Regions from separate parts of the Danio rerio genome. Here all the other regions are linked to region 1. Evidence: chromatin contacts called from public HiChIP or PLAC-seq and Micro-C data. All regions are on one chromosome and are shown on one strand. The core of a region is the stretch at or near the end of the contact, and the rest is flanking DNA. Distances in the headings are between cores, read along the strand shown.

Evidence for each region. Hi-C and Micro-C count contacts between places; a contact is called where the count stands out from the background. HiChIP or PLAC-seq counts read pairs in DNA pulled down with a chosen protein or histone mark.
Region 2: a Micro-C map of caudal fin shows a contact between it and region 1, with 3 times the contacts expected there. The contact joins the promoter of trmt112 here to the promoter of si:dkeyp-115e12.6 in region 1. A contact is called at or near these places in 2 of 18 Hi-C or Micro-C datasets (caudal fin and an unstated tissue).
Region 3: a contact with region 1 is called in an H3K4me3 HiChIP or PLAC-seq map of embryo, with 6 times the contacts expected there. The contact joins the promoter of tgfb5 here to the promoter of si:dkeyp-115e12.6 in region 1. A contact is called at or near these places in 1 of 18 Hi-C or Micro-C datasets (caudal fin) and 1 of 4 datasets of contacts at active chromatin or transcription factors (embryo).

Annotation. Positions count from the first base shown.
Region 1 is chr14:9,188,475-9,191,695 of GRCz12tu, reverse strand. It overlaps si:dkeyp-115e12.6, which reads right to left and starts at 1,683. Exons shown (of 16, transcript XM_073922527.1): 1 at 1,489-1,683.
Region 2 is chr14:9,367,215-9,370,435 of GRCz12tu, reverse strand. trmt112 (tRNA methyltransferase activator subunit 11-2) reads left to right here and starts at 1,610. Exons shown (of 4, transcript NM_001020752.1): 1 at 1,610-1,804. The coding sequence starts at 1,730. atg2a (autophagy related 2A) reads left to right here. Exons shown (of 43, transcript XR_012390218.1): 43 at 1-259.
Region 3 is chr14:9,347,635-9,350,855 of GRCz12tu, reverse strand. tgfb5 (transforming growth factor, beta 5) reads left to right here and starts at 1,486. Exons shown (of 7, transcript XM_021481114.3): 1 at 1,486-1,891. The coding sequence starts at 1,543.

The DNA of each region.
Region 1 (3,221 bases), core at 434-2,933:
AGCGTATATATTTGAAAAGAAGCAACCATCAGTGAAGAAGAGACAGTTAGCGTGGGAAAACAGCTGCTCAAGTTAATGCCTAATTTCACTTTTTAAGTATTTAAATATTTAAGTATAATAAAATAAGTAATGTAATTTGTGACGTTTATATTTTTTTTCTAAACTTTTTTTTATACATTTATTAGTTTTAAATGATTTAACAGTGCACTTGCGTGTCTGCCTTTTTATTGATCAAGTGATAGAGGTTAATATAACATTTAGAAGGTAAGCAGTACTAAAAATAATTTTTAGAAAGAATAATAATCCCATTAATCTAGTTACAGTGCATGTCGAAGGTGAATTCAATTTAATTATTTATTAAAAAAGGATAAGCCATTCTAGTACAGTTCTTCTGTGTGTGACTAAAATGTAGGCAATAGCTATGTTTCCATCCAAATATATTACATAAATTTATGTGCAAAACTTGAATATTGCATACAATTTGCGAAAAAAAATTCCATCCAACGAGTCATAGAGAAAAAAATTGTCACTTCCTGATTAAACTGGCACCAAATATCAACAGTAAAAACAGAATTTTCTGTGGTAGAAGAAGCTGCGTCAATTAATTCTTTATTTAGCCTAATTAATGTACTTGCGCCTCGATGTCAGAAGACAATGCTGAAGCACAATGAACACGTGGGGGCGTCTGAAGCCATGAGATGCGGAGACTCTTGACATGCATCAGACGTTCGGAGGTAATTAATAATATACACTAATACTGAAACAGTTAAGGCATTTTAGAATGACTAAAACAATATTTAAGACATGTTAAAGTGTGCCCGTCTGCTGGTTTGTCCATTTACACACTTTTTCATTATCATATGATCATGATCTTTTTTTTAATGTACATACTGTAATTTGTTCAGTAAAAGTGTTTCCATCGTAGTTTATGCGCAGATTTTCTATCGAATAAAAGTTTATCCTACTCAGTTATGCGCGTTTTTTATGCATATTTTTAAAAGTTATGTGCATCATGACGTTTCTATCAATCGTTTTTATGCACGTATCCAAAATGAGCATTAAAATAGGTGGTTGGAAACATAAGGCTAAGACAAGAAATACCGCTTCATCTTTAAAAAAGGGGAGGAGACAGACAGAAACTCAGAGTTTAGAGAATAAAACCTGCTTCTGACCAGGTTAGATTCACAGAGTAAGTTACCACAGTAACTGACTCTGATTTAAAGTTACTTTTCTTTCAGAAACAGGCTTGACTTACCCTGCTTTCTCGAGTTTAACAAACCTGCCATTTTGAAACGGAAAACCCAGAGTTTCTCTCATTTCAGGGTTAAAATACTCTGAGTTTTCAGTTAACCTCCTTTCTGAAACAGGCCCCAGGAGTGTGCTGAGGGTGCATTTTCAATTGGTTCTCTACTAGGAAAAGCGAATTAAAAACAATATTCGCACAGTTTGAATAAAACATCAACAATCAAACAACGTGGCATCACTTACCGGTTGTTGATCTCTCTGAAGCGCGGTGATTCTGATGTGTTAATCCGCGTCTGCGAGTGTTTTACTGAAATAAAAGCGATAAGTATTTGAATTGAAGATGAAAAGCTTAGTCGTTGAAAGGTTCCAGATTGTCGTTATTTTTCCCCAGTCAAACTGAAGCACACGCGGTCGCTGAACCTCCTGCCCCTCACAACTGGCGAAGTTGATTTGACGCTGGGCGCGAGGGTCCGTGACGTGACGGAGTAGGCGGGGATTTGAGCGGTGAGCTAAAGCGCAGTGGCGCCCACAGTCTTTTGTTTACATTTTATTTTAATATCTTTAAATAAAGTGACACAGCACTGAAATATATATACATCAGATATTGAACAAGGTATATTATAATTGCATGTTGCTTACGAAGTTTTCATTATATTTCATTACATTTAAACATAACATTTCTTTATGTTTATTTAAAATTAACCAGCATTGGAGGCAGAGTATAATTGCATTTATTTATTAATTACAAATTTTCTCTACGTGTACTTTGTTTATTTATGTCGTAAGACAATTTGAACAAATGAACAAGGAAACAAATACACGAACCAATAAATAAACAAATATGTAAAGAATTAATAAATAAGTAAATAAAAAGAAAGAAATGAACGACTGAATAATATGCGATGAAGGAAAAGTGAAAAAAATCAACGAAGTAATTAATACACAAACGAATTAATAAATAAATTGGCAACAAACAAATTAAGTAAGTTTAAAAAGTCATGAACATTTCTAAGGTGAATTGTAATAATTAAATGTTTTTATTTTTTTACTATGGCCAATTAAGGTCAAGAAACAAATGTGTGTGTGTCTGTATGTATATGTATCTAGGCCCTATATATATATATATGAAGAGTTCAGATGCAAAAACCTCTAAATGTCATCAGAAATGTTCTCCTAAAATGAGCGTTTTTCTCAGCCTCCTTTGTTTATGCTTAGGTATTTCACTTAAAAGGCAATGAAAAGGACTTATTCGTCACTATGAAAGTAAAATTACTGAGCCTACAAATTATAATTTTAGAAAAAAATATATAATGGCTTTTGGAGGTTTTTGCATCTAAACTCCTGATATATTAAAGTAGTTGAACTTGTCAGTCAACCAGTTGAAGTCAGAATTATTAGCCCCCCTTTGATTTTTTTTTCTTTTTAATTATTTCCCAAATTGTTTAACAGAGCAAGGAAATTTTCACAGTATGTCTGATAATATTTTTTCTTCTGGAGAAAGTCGTATTTGTTTTATTTTGGCTAGAATGAAAGCAGTTTTTATTTTTTATTAACCATTTTAAGAACAAAGTTATTCGCCCCTTTAAGCTATATTTCTATTCGACAGTCTACAGAACAAACCATCGTTATACAATAACTTGCCTAATTACCCTAACCTGCCTAGTTAGCCTAATTAACCTTGTTAAGCCTTTAAATGTCAATTTAAGCTGTATAGAAGTGTCTTGCAAAATATCTAGTCAAATATTATTTACTGTCATCATGGTAAAGATAAAATAAATCCTTTATTAGAAATGAGTCATTAAAACTATTATGTTTAAAATGTGTTGATAAAAATCTTCCCTCTATTAAACAAAAATTGGGGAAAAAATAAACAGAGGTGAATAATTCAGGGGGGGCTAATAATTCTGACTTCAACTATATATATATATATATATATATATATATATATATATATATATATATATATATATATATAT
Region 2 (3,221 bases), core at 361-2,860, 180 kb before region 1:
ACAGTGTAAGGGAAGTGCGTTTTGGCGTGTGTTTTTACATGTATGTACAGTGTGTGTTCAGTGTGAGTGTGTCTGGACGTGCATGCGAGTGCGTGTGTGTTGACTGACAGGCTATGTGATTCATAGCTATCAGTGTGCGTTTGTTTCTTCTGTAATTACAACTATATCATACGCTGTAAGAATTACCTGTATAGTACCAAGACAATGTGTAAACTAATTAATACAAAAAAAAGGAATAAAAATGTGCATTTGAAAAAAAGTTGTAGTTTGCTGTTGTACATTTTAAAACAGAGGAATGAATAGATTATTCCTTAAAGGAAGATTTTGTGTCATTGCTCTCTTAGAAAATCTATTTTTTTTAACAACTGAGCAAAGGATTCGGCTTTCTGAGCAGTTATTACATTAACAAATGCTACATTAACCAAGCATTTTTTGTTAACAGTTGCGGATGTGTGTTTTACCCACATGAAAAAAATACTATAGTACACTAAAACACTAATATATAATAAATATAACAGCATTTTTTAACCATTCTAGAGTGTATTATAGCATTTACAACACTTTAGCATTTTTTTTTATGGTTCTGTGGGACAAAAATGCCATGTTGGTGGAGATGTAATGATTTAGGGGATATTGTCTTGGTACACTTTGGGCTCATTAGTACCAGCTGAGAACTGTGTCAACACCACAGCCTACCTGAGTATTGTTGCTGACCATGTCCATCCCTTAATGACCACAGTGTACCCATCTTCTGATGGCTACTTCCAGCAGGATAACGCACCATGTCATAAAGCCCGAATCACCTCAGACTGGTTTCTTTAACATGACAGTGAGACTGTACTCAAATGGCCTCCACAGTCCCCATCTCTCAACCCAATAGAGCACCTTTTGGGATGTGGTGGAACAGGAGATTCACATCATGGACGTGCAGCTGACAAATCTGCAGCAACTGTGTGATGCTGTCATCATGGACCAAAACCTCTGAGGAATATTTTCAGTATCTTGTTGAATCTATGCCACGAAGGATTAAGGCAGTTTTGAAGGCAAAAGGGGGTCCAACTCGGCACTAGTAAGGTATACCTAATAAAGTGGCCAGGGAGTATATATTTACATGGTTATTATGGGGTTTCAATTATTTAGAAAAATGTTTTTAAAAGATGGCATAATGTCAGTTAGTACTGCCACTAAATAAATATTATTTGAGAACAAAGTACAGTACTTGTAGTTCAGACAAGGCCAAACATATCAAACGTGCCAAAAGACTCTGTTGATACCCCTAAATAATTTATCTATCAATTTAAGCAGTGGAGAACCTTAAAATAAATACAATTACAGTTTGGCTTTCTCCGAGAGTCTGCAAGTGTTGTTTTATTGAGTTTAATTGCTAACCAGCAGCTATAATAGAATTATACTGAATATTAGTTTGGATAGAATTAATTGCCGGCATTAATGCCATTTTAAATAAGCAGTTTATGAAACATACATTTGTGCAATTGTACTTTATACTTTAAAACTTACTTGGAAAAAAATTGAGACTAATGTTAGTTAGCCAGGCTAAGCGGAACCCAATACACCGTGCTTTGTTTCTCGGGGAGTTGTTTCAGCGGTTGCACACAGTCATCGTGATAAACGCGTGTTTATGTTATGCTGAACTTCTTAAATTCCACGCTTCTGTAATCACCAAATATTTGAGTCTTAATACTAGAATATATACCCACACACCGCCGACATGAAGCTGTTAACACACAACATGTTGACCTCGCACGTTAAAGGTGTTACCAAAGGATACCCGCTCATTATCAAGGTGAGCTTTATATACAATTAATTTCATTATCTAAAAATAAGAAAGCAAACAGAACTATTTTATTTTGTAATGACCTTAATTTACGTACTGTTCTTGATTCTTAAATGTCTTACCCTCAAGTTTATATCATGTTTTTTATTCTTTTTTTCCTGTCTTTCTTTCTCGTATCTCTTTTTCATTGACAATGTAATTCATATTCTGCATTGGAAACAAATATTGTTACAAACTTGTCAACTGTTTTTTTTTTGCAAAAAACAGCTTGCATTTGCAGCTTGATGAAATGTTACAGTCACATAGTTTGACTGTATATAATAACTAAAATATTTAAATATGGGCGAAATAATATTACATTGTTATTTAACGTTACATACATTTATACCAAACTGTATAATAATGTGTAACATTATCACATGTGTAACGTGATGATAATGCTAAATGTTAACGTTACTGCGTTTTAATCTGATGGTTTGATGATAGAAATAAGTTAAGAAATGTACAGCTGTACCATGATCCTTAAATAAACCCACATAAAAAAATACCATAGTAATTACTATAGTGTTTTTGAACCATGATATAGTAAAGTACACTCACCGGCCACTTTATTAGGTACACCTTACTATTACCGCTTTGGACCCCTTTTGCCTTCAGAACTGCCTTAATCCTTCGGGGCATAGATTCAGCAAGGTTGAATCTCTGAGATTTTGGTCCATATTGACATGATATCATTTGTTGGCTACTCATCCATGATGAGAATCTCCCATACCAAAGGTGCTCTAATGGATTGAGATCTGCTGACTGTGGAGGCTATTTGACTACAGTGAACTCATTGTCATGTTCAAGAAACCAGTCTGGGATGATTCGCACTGTATGACATGGCGCGTTATGCTGCTGGAAGTAGCCATCAGAAAATGGCTACACTGTGGTCATAAAGGGATGGAGATGGTCAGAAACAATGCTCACGTAGGCTGTGGCGTCGACACGATGCTCTATTGGTACTAATGAGCCCAAAGTGTGCCAAGAAAGTATCCCCCACACCATTACACCACCACAGTCTGAATTGTTGAACCAAGGCAAGATGGAGCCATGCTTTCATGTTGTTGATGCCAAATTCTGACCCTACCATCCAAAGCAGAAATCGAGACTCATCAGACCAGACAATGTTTTTCCAATAGTCTTTTGTCCAATTTTGGTGAGCCTGTGCCAATTTTAGCCTCAGTTTCCTGTTTTTAGCTGACAGGAGTGGCATATTTTGTCTTTTTCAGACCATTCTCTGTAAACCCTTGAGATTGTTGTGCGTGAAAATCCCAGTAGATCAGCAGTTTCTGAAATTCTCAGATACTAGCTCGTCTGGCATCAACAACAATGCCACATTCAAAGTCACTTAAATCCCCTTTCTTCTCCATTCTGATGCCCGGTT
Region 3 (3,221 bases), core at 237-2,736, 160 kb before region 1:
AATTTAGGCTATCTTGGAGATTATGTTTTGTCCTTAGCACTTGCCTCTTTTTGTCCTTCCCTCTCTCCCTCCCTTCCTCTCGCTCTCCCACACACAGCTGCTGTTTTCTTCCTCCTCTCCAAACTTTAGGAACTTGTTTTGTTGAAGAGATGTTTCTGGTCGCTCTGAAACTCAAAGGAGTTTTTCTTTTTAATTATAGCATACTTAAGTTCACACCTTCAAAGGCTCTCTTTGACGTCTGGCGTTTTTGGCCTTGTCATTTTTTCCCCTGCCTCCTTTGAAATGGATTACTCTTCGCACAAGATGTATTCTGGTATAGGCCAAGCCTAGACTAGCCTTTTCTCATCTTGTTTATATTAAATCCCGTTCAACTCTATGCCGCTGGAGGACAGTCAGTCTTTGTCATGGGATAATTTCATTTTCCTAAAGCAACTTCAAGAGCTTGATTGAACATTTGGATGGCAGACCTGCATCTTGACTCAAGGCAGAAAAAAAAAAAAAGAAATAAAATCTGACCTGATCTCTTATAGCTATCATGGGAAAGGAGCTGGAGAGTCACTTTGAAAGAAAGTACTAGCGGTCCTCACTAAAGCTCCAAGACAAACCACAAGAATTCTAAGCAGCACTTGGAGTTTCTCTCTGAATCATTGGATACCAGACGAGCATGAGGAACAGTTCTGTTTATTATCTTACCGGTAAATACTTAAAAGCCGGGGAAGCATAATGGAAAGGCTGTGTTTGTAGATTCAGATTAGTATTACTGGGATTGGATAATCATGGACTATATTATGCTTGCCATCACCACATGCACAGAAATCAGAATAACATCTAAAATTGGCATAACCTCAGATAGTTCATGCCAGGTGTAAATTACAGAGGATTTTGTTTACAGTTTAGACCATTAAAAGGGGAAAACGAACGGTTGTGGATCTTACTAAACTGTTTTAATTCAAATACATTATTTTTTGTGTTATCTTTACATTTTGGCGATACCAAAGTTTATCTTTATCATCCAAAAAGACGCTTAAAAAGGAAAATATTTGCCACTGAGGAGGTTACTATAGTAAACTAAAGTTTTAGCGACAACATAATTAGACACTTGTCTCACGACACAACGAGTATACAAACACTTATAAAAGCTGCATGTTGAAAATCGTGTCGTGGTTTACTGAAAGCCACGTCAAAATAATTGAAGTTACGTAAGTCCTACCTTAAAAGATTGCGCTTTGAATATTACCTTCAGGAAAGAAAGAAAAACCGATTAACTTAAAATAGCTTGTCATTAACACAGTGAGGTGCTTTGCGCAACCATCTTTTTATTATTCTGACCATAAGTAGTCTGTATGAGTGTAGGAAAACAAGTGTGTGAGAAGGTAAAAGCGCGTATCTGACAGCAGAGCTGCTCATTCACCTGGTGCACGCGGACGCGAGCAGCGCAGCCACGCACTTTGGGGTTTGTTCCATTGCTCAGTGCGCGCGCTCCCCGAAGACAACCCGGCGTTACATAGCTGCGCACCCGAGCCTCTCAGCTGTCAACCGACCATGTGGTTCATCAATCTGACTTTGCTCGTTCTCAAACTCTTTGCGTCTGCGGAAGGATTCTCCACGTGCCATTCCTACAACTTAGACGACCACAAGTCCAAAAGGATCGAGGCTGTGCGCGGGCAGATTTTGAGCAAGCTGCGCATTCGGAGTCCACCGGATCCCGAGGCGAGCCCGACACCGCAGCCTGTCCCGGCGGAGGTGATGCTGCTTTATAACAGCACGAAGGAGCTGCTGAAGGAGCGCGCGCGCCATGCGGAGGCCGCGTGCGAGCGGGAGAGCAGCGAGGAGGATTATTACGCCAAAGAGGTGCAGAGGGTCAACATGATGCCGCTGCGCACTGATACCAGTGAGTGATGATGCTGATGCCCACTTTAATGCTTGCATCATTCAAAGTAATGCGTGTGTGTGTATGAAAACCATTTATTGAAATGATTACTGTTGGGGATATTTTCATCCACTCTAGGGTGATTTTAGGTCTTAATTGGAAAAATCTGTTAATTAACCTTAGTCCTGATCAAAACTACTAAATTGGTTAGAAAATTTCAGGATTTATATCCCTTTAATTGCCAAATTAATAAATTATGTCACAAAATTACACATTTTCAATATAAAAAGTAATTGTGGACTGGATTTTTTTTGCTTTTTACCTATACGTCTTAGACATGCAAAACAACATTGCCTTTAATGCATTGTTTTTGACCCATTGACTTTCATTATAATCACATTTTTATGATTACAAAAACCATGACTCCATGTAATCATGCATTTTTAAGTGTTGGTGGTTTTCCCTGTTGGGAAGAGGTAAAATTAGTATTTTTTACTGTTAATCATCAGTTGGCACCATTAATAGTTAATAGTTGGTTTTGTTTTTGGATTTATGGAGCATAACAGCAAATCAAAGTGTGTGTGTGTGTGTGTGTGTGTGTGTGTGTGTGTGTGTGTGTGTGTGTGTGTGTGTGTGTGTGTGTGTGTGTGTGTGTGTGTGTGAGTGAGAGTGACTTTTGTGCACTTACCTTGAAGTTTCTGAGAAAATCTAAATCTGCATCTCAGCTCTCAGAACTACAAGGAGTAAATAAAAACAAAGACTGTGTTTTTATGCATCATCAAATGAGGTTATAATGAAAGTAAAAGGAGCAAAAATAGCCACCAACAGTAAATTAGGGAGAAAAATTTGAAATCCAACAATGCATCAAAGCCAATGTTGTTACTAATCATTGACATATTCAAGATAAAAGGTAAAAAAAAATTGTCCACAATTACCTTTTTATATTGAAATTATATGTCATTTTGTTTTCACCAAACTTTATCAATTAAAGAGTTAAAATCATGTTATTTTCTAAGCAAATTAGTAGTTTTGATAAAATGTATATATATATATATATATATATGAATGAGATGTTTTCAATCTGAACATAACAAAAGGGTAGTAAATTTGAACAGTGCACAAGGGTTAAGATATTTATATTTTACTCAGTACATGTTCATATTAAACTCTAAACATGAACATAGCCTAACACTGGTAGTGGCATGAATTATTTGACAAATATTGTTTCTTATGACCGTTATTAAGATTTACATTCAGCAATAACTGATATACACAGCTAAATTTCTTCAATATTAACTGCATGATTATTAAATAACAATGACAACAATTATAAACCATGAATTATTCTCAA